3 separate regions of the Ovis aries genome follow, and all the other regions are linked to region 3. A link is a contact called in public Hi-C data. All regions are on one chromosome and are shown on one strand. The core of a region is the stretch at or near the end of the contact, and the rest is flanking DNA. Distances in the headings are between cores, read along the strand shown.

Evidence for each region. A called contact is a pair of places that touch in the nucleus more often than the background predicts.
Region 1: a contact with region 3 is called in a Hi-C map of blood, with 3 times the contacts expected there. The contact joins the promoter of CDK16 here to the enhancer-like site in region 3. A contact is called at or near these places in 3 of 16 Hi-C or Micro-C datasets (blood and liver).
Region 2: a contact with region 3 is called in a Hi-C map of hypothalamus, with 8 times the contacts expected there. The contact joins the promoter of UBA1 here to the enhancer-like site in region 3. A contact is called at or near these places in 11 of 16 Hi-C or Micro-C datasets (blood, hypothalamus, liver and 5 more).

What each region holds. Positions count from the first base shown.
Region 1 is chrX:57,600,132-57,602,831 of ARS-UI_Ramb_v3.0, reverse strand. It overlaps CDK16 (cyclin dependent kinase 16), which reads left to right and starts at 1,384. Exons shown (of 17, transcript XM_060407294.1): 1 at 1,384-1,684.
Region 2 is chrX:57,625,327-57,628,026 of ARS-UI_Ramb_v3.0, reverse strand. UBA1 (ubiquitin like modifier activating enzyme 1) reads left to right here and starts at 1,423. Exons shown (of 26, transcript XM_004022138.6): 1 at 1,423-1,529.
Region 3 is chrX:57,327,689-57,330,388 of ARS-UI_Ramb_v3.0, reverse strand. All of the region lies in intron 1 of ZNF81 (zinc finger protein 81), which reads left to right. Among named protein-coding and RNA genes, the nearest start is that of ZNF41, 50 kb to the left of the region's middle. Within about 2 kb of position 1,273, at least 37 of the 54 cell types and tissues checked have an H3K27ac peak or open chromatin away from gene starts, as enhancers often do. A contact at or near this core is called in hypothalamus and liver, where this site is marked.

The DNA of each region.
Region 1 (2,700 bases), core at 135-2,634, 270 kb before region 3:
ATGTTAGAAGTTGATCAGTGCAATTCAAAAGGTCTGTAGAGCCAGGTGAGGTCTGGAATGATGGGGTGCAGGTAGGCAGTTTTAAATAGGGGAGTCAGAGAAGGCATTATGAAGAAGGGGACATTAAAACAAGGACTTGAAGAGGATGAGGCATGTGAATATCTGAGGGAAGAGCATTCCAGGCAAAGGGAACAGCAAGTCCAAAGTCCCTGAGACTGGATTGTGCCTGCTTTATTCAGGAACAGCTAGGATAATAGTATGGCTGGAGTGGAGTGAGAAGGGTAACAGATGAGGCCTGGGAAGTAATGGACCTGAAGATCTATCCTGAGGTGGACTTTTGTCAAGTTGTTCCACTCTCAACATGCTCTGGTAAATCCTTGTTTGCATGAACTGGTATGGTCAAGGGTATCATAAAGGGAAGCCCAGAAGAGGTGGGGGATATGGCTTTAGACTGTGTAAAGATGTGCAATGGAGTCTACCTCCATTTGAACTGGGCTTGGTGATAGTGTAGGAGTTTTCCAGGCAGAGAGGAGTAAGGGATTAGGTTGGCTTGGCAATGCTTCACACACAACAGGCACCCAATAAATAAAATGGAAAACTTGGAGAACGCAGGAGGGAGTCATGGGCGGGGCTCTGGAGGCTCAGAAGAGGTAGTTGAGAGGTGGCAGTTCAGTCACTCAGTCATGTCTATTTGCGACCCCATGGACTGCAGCACGTCAGGCTTCCCTGTCCATCACCAACTCCTGGAGCTTGCTCAAACTCCTGTCCATCGAGTCGGTGAAAGGTGGCAGTAAAACCCAATTTAGGGTGCAAGTCCTCAGGGGAAGGGAAAAAGACGTCCCCTTCCAAGTCAAAGCCCCAGCCATGCCAAGTAATGCACTCGCCCCTTTAAAGGTCCGTCTTTCCCATGAGCCTAGGCTCCACCCTGTGAGCTTCGTTGAAGGAGATGGGAGTGGCTAGAGGCGGGATAAAATTCGATTGAGCGATCTTTTGACCAATCACCTTGCGAGACATTCGACCTATGGTAAGGGGAGCTCGGAACAAAAAGGAGACCCGCCCCCTCCACGGCGAAGCCAATGAAAACCTTGCGGAGGCGTGGTCAGGGCGGTGAAATCACGCCTCTCAAGGCAGGCCACGCCCTTCATTCTTGCTCAGCCTCACCCCAGGGAGCAAATCCGATTGCCGGGGCGACACCTCAAAGGGCGGGGCTGCAAACGTTCACAGTTGGAAAGAGCTCGCGGTCCGGGAGGAAGGCGGGGGAGCTGCTGGGCGGGGCTAGGCACTGTCCTACCTAAGGTGGAAAAGGCCAATGATTCTCCAGGCCGCCTCTCCGAGAAAAGTCATCTCGCGAACCTTTAAAATCCCTGCCTCCCGAGGCACCTCGGGGGACTAGGACTGACTGCCTCATCAGTCTTTTTCCTCCTTGCAAAAGTCCCGTTTTCTATTATGGGGATGTACCAAGTGAGACCGAGTAGGGTGAGCGAGTGGTGACCAGCACGCTGGTCACTGGCTGCTGCCCTCTTCGGCGTTAGCAAACTTCTAGCAAGATCGGAAGTCAGTACTAAATAACCTCTACATTTCCCCGCTGGCGCCGTTCCAGGGCCAGCGCCACATTCCCCAGTGGGGGCGCAATGGCCGCGCCCCCTCCCGCTGCGGACGGGTCTTTTGGTACCTGCAGTCCGAGGTGAGTCCCCTCCTTCCCACTTCACCCTTTCCAGCGCGTGCGTGCGCATGCGCGGAGCGCGGCGCGCGCAGCGGTTTGGCCGTTGGCTGTTCGGCCCTGGGATTCGCCGCGTCTCCGTGAGCAGTAGGCTCTGAACCGCGAGCCGCCGTGAGCTCTCGGATTCCAGCCGGCGCCAGCGAGCCCGGGGGCATCGCCCGCAGCGGCCAAGCTCATGGCCGGCTGAGCGGGACGCCGCCTCCGCCTCAGCCGCCGCCGCCGCCGCCGCCGCCTCCTCCTCCTCAGCCGGCGGCGGCCCGGGCCCAGCAGCCATGGCCGAAGACTACTGGGACGGGCGCCTGCGGCGAACTGGAGGAGAAGGAGGTCGCGCGGCCTCAGCCCGGGCCGCCGCCCCAGGCGCCACCGCGCCGGCCCCGCGGCACTGAGGTTGCTCGCGCGCCCCCGCCGGTGAGCGCGTTCACGAGGCATGGGGTGGGGGCTGCTCTTCCTGCAGAACCAACCCAGACCCCGGGCGGTGCCCAGGGGTCTGGGCTGCACCGCTGGCCTGTGCCCCCTCCCCCAGCGAGTTTCCCAGAATGCACCGGGGTGGGGGGTCATTCAGGGCCTCACTGACCTTGGCCCCGCCCTGGGCCTGGTCTGGGAGCTAGGGATGGGAAGTACTATGGGTGCTAGTGGGGAGTAGGGTGATCGAAGGACCAGGGGGTGTGTAAATGGGTGGCAGAGTGGTGAAAGACTAGAGGTTTGCTAACGGGGGCCTCAGCTGTGAGGGGGTCAGAGCATGTGGTAATAAGTCTTAACCGCTGTGTAAGGTTTTGAAGCTCAGTGTGTGCTAGCAGAGGGGCGGTGCTGGACCCGAGGATGAATAACAAGGAAGAGGACGTCAGAGGAGTGCTGAGATATGCAAATGGGGTTATAGCTGTAGAAAGGCCCTGTGGGTGTTGCTGGTGGATAGGTGGTAGAGGTGCTGGAAGGTTCGCTGGTGGGATCGGAGCTCTGAGGTCCTATGTGTGGTAAGGGAG
Region 2 (2,700 bases), core at 174-2,673, 300 kb before region 3:
AGATGGTTGGATGGCACCACCAACTCAATGAATATGTATTTGAGCAAGCCCCGGGAGATGGAGAAGGACAGGGAAGGTTGGCATGCTGTAGTCCATGGGGTCACAGAGAATCAGACATGACTGAGTGACTGAACTGAACTGAGTCTCCTTGCTGTGTTCTTTGCTATGTTCCCGGAGCCCTGCACTTAGTAGGCACTCAAGGAATCTTTTTCAGATGAGCAAATTTGGAGGATTTGAGGACAGGATATGTGATACAGAATTTGGGATAAGGTGATAAAGGCATTTTGTGTTAATTACCTTGGCTGGAGCAACACCTTCTCTGGAGGGCCTTCTGTAACCAGACTACCTAAAAATGCAACCTTCCCCCACAGATTTCCCCTTGTGCATGCTGAGTCACTTAAGCCATGTCAGACTCTTTGAGACCCCATGGACTGTAGCCCGCCAGGCTCCTCTGCCCATGGAATTCTCCAGGCAAGAATACTGGAGTGGGTTGCCATTTCCTACTCCAAGGGATCTTCTAGACCCAGGGATCAAACCTGTGTCTCTTATGTCTACCTTCACTGGTAGGTGGGTTCTTAACCCCTAGCGACACCTGGGAAGCCTAATTTCCCCTTACCTTGTTCTATTTTTCTCCGTAGTAGTTATCACATATACACAACACATATTTACATGTCTATTTAATTGTATATTCACATATGAATATAGACTATACACAGTGTGTATATATTTATTATATATGTAGGGTTTTTTTTTTTTTTGGCAACACTGCTCTCTTGTAGGATCTTAGCTGACCCATCAGTCATTGCCCTGAGCCTTGGGCAGTGAAAGCACGGAGTCCTAACTGTCAGGGAATTCCCTACAGATGTAAATTATTTACATATTGATACTAGTTATCATGTAACATTTACAAATATTGATACATTTTATTAGATAAAATTTTTACATTTATGGGCTGTCTCTCTAGTCTGTCAGCTCCCTGAGAGCAAGGAAGATGCCTAGCACCTGGCCCACAGTTTGAGCTCTATAAGTGTCAAATGAATGAACTCCTTTGGTCACCTGAGCCTCAGCTTTTCCATCTGTAGGATGAATGTGCCTTTCCATTTGGAGTTATTTCCGTGTTCTGATTCCTTTTCCTACCCACCCCACCCCCCTGAGTACAGCTCCCGGAATTCCACAGCCCAGGTTCACATTTTCCAGTACCCTGGGCGCTCCTGCCCACCACGTGCACCAGGCACCGGCCCAACTGGACTACGACCCCCAGCATGCCTCGCGCGTTTGGGAAGTACCACAACTCATAGGGGTGTCTGGGTCTGACACAGGCTCCAAGAGAGCAGGATCAGGGGAGGGCTCCCCTCTAGCTTGGCATCTGTGGTACGTCCCAAACCGGCCCCCCGCCCCCTCAAGGCCCCGCGCTTCTGAGCTCAGCGCAAACTCTGGTTCTTCTACGCCTGAGGTGATTTGCTCTTCCGTTGCCCCGTGGCTTCGGCTCATCTCCAGCAGGAAGGCGAGGCTTCCGCCCGGCACAGGGGGTGAGCTGGATGAAGGTTCCCCCCAGTCCCCCGAACAGCATTCGAAGGAGGGGGCTCAATTTCTGGGATCCTCGAAGGGGCATATTTGGGAGCTCTGAGCCCCGTGTGGCATTTAGAGGTGGCTGTTTTTGAGGGGACGCAAGTGGCGTTAGGGACTCCGGGGTGGGACTTTGAAGTCTGTTTTCTGAGCGTCCCTCGGAGGCAGGGTTTATACCCCTTAGAGACTGGGTTTAGGGGGATGTTTGGGGAGACCCTTAGGATCCGTGTATGAATACTCTTGTCAGTGAGGTAGGATTTGGTGTGCTTCCCAAGGGGAGAGGCAAAGTTTGAGGTTCCTGAACTCAAGGCGGAATTTGGGAAGGGCTTGATTCAGGAAGGGTCCTGGTGACGGTGGGAACAGGCGGGACCGACGTGGCATGTGGAGATATCTAATGGCCTTTGTGACCTCTGCTTCTATTATGATGTCTCACCGCGCTTGGGTATTAAAGGCTGAGAGACCGGACACATTGAGGCCCACATGTTGTTTTAGGAAGAGGAGCCCCCAGCCCAGGCTGTAGAAGGGACGCTGGAGCCTAGCGTGCTAGGCTCTTCCGAGGGGACAGAGTGTCACCGGCTTTCCTTTGCCATGGCTTTATTCGCTATGCGTGAGGAGATGAGCTGTTGAGGAAGACCATTTTGGCCCTTTTCGCACCTGGTTCGTTGGAAGTATCAGCTTGTGAATTATTCACAAGGGAGCGGTTCATTGTGCTTAAGGGGCGTGCTGAAAGGGGCGCCTTGCAGTCTGCCGGGTAAATTTAGATCACACTGATAAAGCCTAAGAAGGTGAGTAGCGGCCCGAGTTTTCTGTGGCTTGTCTAGGGGCATTGTGCATAATTCATGAGGGGCGTAGCTTTTAGGGCTTCAACGGCACGATCCGCTGTTGGCTTTTCCTTAAGAGGTTTCAGGATTTAAAAGTTTTGCGTCTCACGAAGGGATGAGGCCTGGCGCATTGTTCATTCTTTGCGGCCCGATAATCCCAGATTATCAACAAAGACTCTAGATTCAAGTCACATCTATCCTTGCCAGCTGTGTGATCTTTGGCAGATCTGTGAACTTGAAAAAATGAGTCTGAGCATAATGGTGATCAGGTTAGTTTGCACTCATTTAGCAGCCTTATTAGACCATTTAATCC
Region 3 (2,700 bases), core at 24-2,523:
CAACTAGTTATATACCATTTACTTGTCTTTTAACTTCAATCCCGTCTATTACACTGAAGGCCTCTGTTAACACACGCAGGTACTTTGTACTGCCCATCAGGGCTCAGGGCTCAAGGCCCAGGGGCATGGATCGCTGAGCACCATCAGTGAGGCGAGGAGGAATTAAGGGATGGAAAGCTGACCCCCTCTTTGTCTAATACACATGCGGATGGAAAAGCAAGGCCAAAATGTGAGCATTTTCAAAGCCAAGCATGGATAAATTTCTTCAACTCAGTAGATCAATTGAGAGATTCTTAAATATTTTGAACCGAGAAATGTTAACAGGAGATTATTTCAAGAAGCCTACAGAGTAAGATTTTCAGTTTGGGTGGGTGTGGTTGGGGTGTGTAGGAGGTGGAGATCTTAAGGTAGGGATTCCTGGGCACAGTGGAAAGGGAGCAGAAAACTACGGTTGCAGAGATGGGTACGGGTAGATCCAAGGAACTGTTGGGGTGGGGGAGCTGACAAGGAGTCACTGAGAAGCCCTCATACCCAACTCAAGCCTTGCCCAGGCTCCCCCTCCTGCCCAGACACAGAGCCGGATGTAGCTTGCTTCCTTTATTTGTAAAAAAAGGTTTCATTTTCTTTTTGTGTGAATTTATACATACTGTAGGAATGTGAAAGATCTGTAAAAGCATTACTGTACCTGTAGAAAACCATTATTCATACTTTGGAGGAGTTTTGGTTGTCATTCCCTTTCTGTGTACAGCTAACATTTTACCATGGTGATTCATTTCTTTCACCTTACTATTATATGGAAGTCATTTTTCCATGATGTTACATGGTCCTGACAGACGACTGTTTTAGCGTTTCAGTAATATTTTTAGAGAGACCGTCTACCTTTGGTTTCCTTAATTGATTATTCGGCAACTGTGATTCCAAATGTTTCCCTTTTTACGAATAATGCTTGGATAAATATCTCCACACATACATATCTTTATCTATGCATGCATTATCTATAAAACAAAAAAAGATAAATACAGAGAAGATGGATGAGAAGATGGAAGAGGCGGGGGTGAGGAGGAGGGGCAGAGCAAGGGAGGAGGGTTATTCCTCCTTCTTAAGAACCGTGGTCCCGGGGAGCGGAGACCGCAGTGCGCACGACAGTCACCAGGGCAGCGGCTGCGGATAGGGGCGGAGCCACCAAGAGCCTGAAAGCCCAGGACAGGCCCCGGTACTGCGCAGAACCGGGCGGGGGCCTTGTGGCAGTAGCGCTTAGCTTTGGCTTTGGGCGGTCTCTGGTGCCCCCTGCCGTCCGCGTTGTGAGTCTGCAAAGGGCTGCTGTTCTTAGTGCTCGTTCCCTTAGCCCGTGCCTCCTCCATTTTGCTTCTACATCCCTTGTCTTTCCCTCCCTTCCGTGTCCCTCTCCAGTCTTCCGCTTATTAATTTAAGGCTCCCAACTGGAGGAGCCCCTTGCGGAACTAGCTACCGTCGTTAGACCCAAAGGAGCAGGCAGAGATGGTGCCCGGGTGGGAGGGAACCGCTGGCAACGGGGCCCAAGCCCTTCCCAGCTCGGGAGAGCACAGATCTTGAGCGGAGGCTGCTTGCCACAGGGCTCGTGGCGCCTCCTAGCGGTTCCTGGTTTCTTGCTCTCTGTAGTCCCCGGAGGAGATGCCGTAAAGGATCAAACCCAGGGTATAATGGGGACTGCACCGCCCTGGCCCCAACAGGCCCTCCCGCGGACACAGGAAGTGGGACACAAGGGCCAGAGGCATGGGGTCTCTGAGGTGGGACCTGCCATTGTCAAACATAAAGCAGAGCTGGACAGCAGTCGGACTTCCCTGGTGGTTCAGCGGTAAAGAATCTGCCTGCAATGGAGGAGATCCAAGTTTGATCCCTGGGTAGGGAAGATCCCCTGGAGAAGGGCATAGCAACCCACTTCAGTATTCTTGCCTGGAGGATACCATGGACAGAGGAGCCGGGCGGGCTACAGTCCCTGGCTACAGTCCCTGGGGTTGCAAAGAGTTGGACACAGCTGAGTGACTAAGCACAGTGGACAGTAGTTAAAGTAGGAAAGTGTTAGTTGCTCTTTGCGACTCCTTGGCCGTAGCCCACCAGGCTCCTCTGCCCATGGAATTCTCCAAGCAAGAATAACTGGAATGGGTAGCCATTCCCTTCTCCGGGGGATCTTCCCCACTCAGGGACTGAACCCAGGTCTCCTGAATTACAGGCAGATTCTTTAACTTCCGAGCCAACAGGGGCTTCAGTTAAAGCATTAAAAACAGATTTAATTCAAGACTACTGCAAGAGGGAAAAAGAGACCTCTATATAGTACCAGATTTAATTTTGAATATAGAATGCTGCTGCTGCTAAATCACTTCAGCCGTGTCTGACTCTGTGCGACCCCATAGACAGCTGCCCACCAGGCTCCTCCGTTTCTGGGATTCTCCAGGCAAGAATACTGGAGTGGGTTGCCATTTCCTTCTCTGGAATATAGAATGAGCAAGTGAAAATTATCACCAAGGAGCAGTGGGGGTATGGGTATATCTGTGGGTGGAAAATAACTAAAATGAAATATCTAGGGGTAAGGTGGGATTCTAGTTAAATCCATCTAACGGGATTCTTGGTGAGGGCAGCAAGGGTGATCAGACATCACCTGGGAGATGGTGGAGGATGGGGAACCACATCAGCTATCTGGGGTGATCAGATACAAAGAATGGG